Regions from separate parts of the Danio rerio genome. Here region 2 is linked to region 1. A link is a contact called in public Hi-C data. All regions are on one chromosome and are shown on one strand. Each heading gives the region's core, a stretch centred on a gene start, on an enhancer-like site or on the middle of the called end of the contact. The rest is flanking DNA. Distances are from core to core; before and after follow the strand shown. Region 1 holds the start of si:ch211-108d22.2. Region 2 overlaps LOC101884073.

Evidence for each region. A called contact is a pair of places that touch in the nucleus more often than the background predicts.
Region 2: a contact with region 1 is called in a Hi-C map of an unstated tissue, with 1.9 times the contacts expected there. The contact joins the enhancer-like site here to the promoter of si:ch211-108d22.2 in region 1. A contact is called at or near these places in 5 of 18 Hi-C or Micro-C datasets (embryo, fin fibroblasts, gastrula embryo and 1 more) and 1 of 4 datasets of contacts at active chromatin or transcription factors (embryo).

The regions. Positions count from the first base shown.
Region 1 is chr3:12,802,331-12,805,030 of GRCz12tu, forward strand. si:ch211-108d22.2 reads left to right here and starts at 1,337. Exons shown (of 8, transcript XM_073944212.1): 1 at 1,337-1,670.
Region 2 is chr3:12,839,450-12,842,149 of GRCz12tu, forward strand. LOC101884073 reads left to right here. Exons shown (of 17, transcript XM_068218778.2): 2 at 1,347-1,444. Among named protein-coding and RNA genes, the nearest start is that of si:ch211-108d22.2, 37 kb to the left of the region's middle. Within about 2 kb of position 1,387, at least 8 of the 62 cell types and tissues checked have an H3K27ac peak or open chromatin away from gene starts, as enhancers often do.

The sequences.
Region 1 (2,700 bases), core at 87-2,586:
AGAGTCCGTCATCGAGCCCCATCGCCCTCTACGGCAGTGAGGTGTGGGGCCCACTGACAAACCCTGAACAAGATCTGGCCAAATGGGACAAACACCCTATAGAAACCCTGCACACAGAGCTGTGTAAGAACATCCTACACGTCCACCGGCACACAACAAACAACGGATGCAGAGCAGAATTAGGCAAATACCCTCTGATAATAAAGATACAGAAAAGAGCTGTCAAATTCTGGAAGCACTTAAAACTCAGCGACCCGGACTCATACCACTATAAAGCCCTGCAGGACAGAGAACTGAGCAGAAGAGCAGACCCACTCTCCCAGCTGGCCCAGAGCTTCAGGGTCTCTGAGACGTCTCCTGAGGAGCTGAACACACTCCTGCCACTGACTCAGATCACACACCAGATCAAGAACAGCTACACACACCACTGGGACACTCAAACACAACTGCAAAGCAAAATGCAGTGTTGTCTGGCCCTGAAGAGACAATATACTCTGGCAGACTACCTTCACACAGTGACAGATAAAGGTCTGAGGAACACCCTGAGCAGATACAGACTCAGCGGACACCAGCTGGCTATAGAGACGGGCCGGCACAGACAAACATGGCTGCCGGTGGAGGAGCGGCTTTGCCCACACTGCCCTCAGCAGCCGATTGAAACAGAACTGCACTTCCTTGCGGAGTGCTCAGAGATCCTGGAGAAGTTCTACCCAAAACTCACACACACACACAAAAACTTTGAGTCCCTGTCAAACAATGAGAAACTGCCCATCCTACTGGGGGAGTGTGTGTGCTGCTGTGTGTTAGCAGCTCAGTTTGTGCACTCCTGCCACCGTCTGAGGAACCCACAATGATCCGCTCCACTGTCTCCAACACACAACACAGGAACTCTTTACTCGTGGACTTACTGTTGATATTATTGTCACCACTTTTATCCTGTTTCACAAATTACCATTAATCTATTTTTATTTTTATTAATATTTTTAGTTTTACTGATATATTGTTATTTTTATTAATCTATTTTTATTTTTTTTACATTTCTTTTCTTTATTTCTATATTATATTTTATGTTTATATTTGTTTGCACTACTGCCCTTTTTGCACTGTCTTGTCTGTACGCAGCGACGCTGCACTGCTTTGGCAATACGAATGTACAGCTATTTGTCATGCCAATAAAGCACCTAAAATGTGAAATGTATTCAGCAAGCTTGGTTGAGATGACACAGGTCTAGCATAACAAATGCTATGTGGGGAGATGCTGTTATCTGATTGGGTTAGAGAGTGTGTTTTTGCTCCTCCAATTGGGAGTAAAAAGGGGCGGGAGAAAAAAAGAATCGGGAGAGAGAGGGAAAAAAGTCACACGCAGTGCGTGAGAGATCGGGAAGTTTGTAGATTTTAGACCATAAAGTCTGTTATATTCCCTTTAAGTTTATATTTAGTGTGTTTAGCTGTGCACACACGTTGCTAAAAAGAAACGGAAAGAAGATCTGATTTGTGCAGTAACGTTAAGTGAGAAACAGTTTAAGTTGTCCTTTGCATATGGAAAGTTCTTCACAGGACTTTAATCACTAAAATTAGTTCGAAACCCTTACGAACTGAAAACTGACGTGAAGAACGAACTTGCTGGAAGCATCACGGTGAAAGGAAGCACACCTTTTGTCATCTGATAAGTAAGGTACCTTTATTTTGTTTGCTCGGTTGAGCGAAGGTGCCATTTGTTTGTTTCTGGGCCACAACGAACTCAAGCTGCACATCAGGCCTGCAACGGGGTGGGATTAGTGTGTGTGTGTGTGTGTGTGTATAGTGACTTGTTAAAAGGTTTTTCTTTCAAATTCTCTGTCATAACAGTAGTTCATTTATATTGTTAAAGTCAGCTTTACGGGAGAGTTATAATCTATTGTTTATTTCGGGTTTTTGTTTTAGAGTAGCATATTTACTCTTGGATACATACAGAGATAGCTTTAGGAAGAGATTTTAATTTATAATAGCATAAGGGAACAAGCATATACAAATTACTGTGTTTAGTTTAATAATAGGAGAAACGCATTGGTTTATTGTCATATTTTGAGTATTTTTGTATTCCTTATGTGATTTTGTCTTTCTGTGCTGCATCTGAGCATAGAATTGAAACCTATTTTAAGTGAATAATACATTTTTATTTTATTTTTCTACATAATTGATTGATATTGTTTTTTATTTATTGAAAATACCTTGAATACACTTTTATAGTTAATCATTGTGGTTTTGGGTCCTTATTTTGTCTCTTGTTGGTATTTGAGTGATTAGTGAGTGCAGTACATAACTAATATTAATCTAAGTTAAACGTGTTCAGGTTTGTCAGACGATTAGTGGATATATTAAAAGAAATCTTGTGAACTCAGGCCCTTTTATCAGGTTCTTTTTATCTGGAGTCCAGAGGTAAAAGGAAAAAGGGTTACACATATTATTCAGTGTATTTGTCTGTTTAAACATACACCCGCTCCTCTGTAAATGGCGTGTACAGACGCTGATCTGGCATCAGTTTATTGTATGGAGGGCGTCTGTCAGTCAGCGCTTATACATGCATTTTCAGAGGTATGAAAGGCGACGATCGATGCACAGTAATGTAAAGAAAGTGGGATATGGTAAAATACGGGAGAATTTCTGCAAAAACGGGAGGGTTTACGTAAGTGAAGTGAACAGGAAGTGTTTGTGGATAAG
Region 2 (2,700 bases), core at 137-2,636, 37 kb after region 1:
TACATAAAGCGTTTGATTGGAAGCTCGACTCCGCTCATTTTCGCGGCTCCTCCTCTGGCTCCATCAGACAGTCCTTCTGCGCATGTCAAGGCTCCAATTTCAGCAGTCTTTTGCGACAGTTTGTGCCCGTCAAGCAGGCGTTTTGCCCTCAAGGCGTTCAATGGGAAAAGGGGCTATCGCGTCGTCCATATTTTTTACAGTCATTGCTTGATACTAGTTAGCTGGAGTGGCAGTAATGGTAGCTTATGTTTTGATTGCTGTGTGGTGTCTGTTTATGGGTGTTATTTATACATTTATATTTAAGAGATTTACTGTGTGGTGTATTACAACTCTGGGTTGTCGTGAAATGTAGATGTGTTGCGCAATTACGGTTGATGCCATTTGTTAAATGCCTAGTGGTGGTCATTTTAATTGCCTTACCCAATCATTTTTATCCAGTCCGCTAATAATATATACATCATTTGTGAACTTTTTATTCTTTACCTGCTGCTAAAATAAAAAAAAAAGTGAAACTAGTATTTAGGTGAATTGAGTGTTTGAATTTTGCTTGATTATTGTGGCCCGAAATAAATATTTTATTTTGTCCAGAACTTGTTTTGTGTTTGAATACTTTATGCCCTTTTTGGGAGGGTTACAAAAGCACATGAAAGGGGAAAACTCCAGTTAAAAGAGGAATTACAAGCTGCTGGCATTAAATCTACGACATTACAGAATGTGTTAAACAGTTCTTATAACCAGGGGTGGATTTAAACAATAAGTGAGGTCCCCAAGAAATCTGGAGGCCCCCAATAAATATCTAGAAGCACAAATTGTTCCTATACACTATAAAAAACATCACTTTTTATCATATTTTGTTTGGTGAAATTTTTATGTAATTACATATTATTTGATATACATTAAAATATAGTTTTATTATTACAATGTTATGTTATGTAATAACATTATAATATTATTTTTTTAATATTATTTTGCACCAGGTTGTCCATCACCCCCAATCATGGAGTAGTCCAGTCAAATTAAGAAAATATAGGCTATATATTATTTTAGTTAAGAATTCATTTTAAGAAAACAAATCATTTAAAATGTAGAGATAGCATTAAGATAAAATGTAGAAAAGAAGATGGAGTGATATATAGATCAGCAAAATAAATTACAAAGTGGAAAAGGGTGCATTTTAGGACTTTAGGGCCCCCAAATCAATAAATCCGCCCCTGCTTATTACACAAAGCACTTAAATATTTCCTGAAAATAACAGACTTATTACAAAATCTATTTTGTTTCTTTCTTTTTTTAAATTTTCTTTTCAATAAACAATTCTCTTATCCGGCCTCACTCCATCCCAGCAGGTGGCGAAAAACTCACCCAGCGGTGTACCAACTGGCATAAGCATCTAATGAAAAAGATCATCGTTTGACGGTTAAAAACAGGGAAATCTGAGCGGCCGGTAGGTACACTACTGTCTAGTAGCCCTAAACTTGTCAAATTAGGTTAATTTTCAAGTATATAAACGTTTACTTCATGCTATCCGTAACTGCAGCAAGTTTTCATTTATACTGTAGTTTTGGTTTCGTTTTTAGAGACGCATATAAGTCAGTCTACCAATACTAATTTAATCTAATAACTAATCCAATTAGTTTCAGGTGGTTTGGTCTAAGTTTTATTTTGCAGCACAATCTGATCGATCGCATCGGATCTACTTATCGTGTTATGTGATCTACTTTTTGAATGACAGACAGCACAAACAAAGCACAGAGGCGGAATAGGACTAACATTATGCTAGGTAGGAGCGCTAAAAAGAGTGGTATTTTATCATCGTTATTATTAATGTCGTTTGCTAATTGTTTTGTTACTGGGGTCACTTCAACACTATTAATTTAAAATATTACAAAACGACTGTCCCTGACAATTTTTGTCTCATCCTGATTAAGGGGTGAAGCTGCAGGCCCGGAAACCCAACTGCACGCTCAGACCGGCACTTTCTAGAATGTAGCAACATCGAACACATTGAATAAGGTTATTGATTTTATTAAAGCGATTCCTGAAAATGACCAAGTTTTATGGCGTAAATCAATAAGACATCTTATTACAACAACAAGCAATTATTCGAGTGTTTGATTTGACCAGTTACTGTCAAAAGATTATTATTATTATTTTAATCATTATTTTAATTTACAGCTAGTTCTTATTTCATGTATTATTGTACCATTTCAAGGAGAATTTTTTAGGCAGTTTTCAGGCAAAATAAAAACCTTTAAAGTAAAAATGTTTAAACAAAATGTATAATATAAAACGCAATTATTATTTGCACATTTGAGTGCTATGTAGGTCTACTGTGTTACTCTATTATCTATCTGAAAGTGCTAGCACAGACAATAACAGCAACACAATTACAGTTGTTAACAATTGTTAAGTTCTGTAATGATTACTAATAAGATCTTTTGAAATCAAAATAGGCGACGCAGTGTTGCAGTAGGCAGTGCTGTCGCCTCAAAAGCAAGAAGGTCGCTGGTTCCAGCCTTGGCTGGGTCAGTTGGCATTTCTGTGTAGAGTTTGCATGTTTTCCACGTGCTCGCGTGGGTTTCCTCTGGGTGCTTCGGTTTCCCCCACAAGTCTATAGACATGCGCTATTGGTGAATTGGGTAGGCTAAATTGTTCGTAGTGTATGAGAATGTATCAGCATTTCCCAGTGATGGGTTGCAG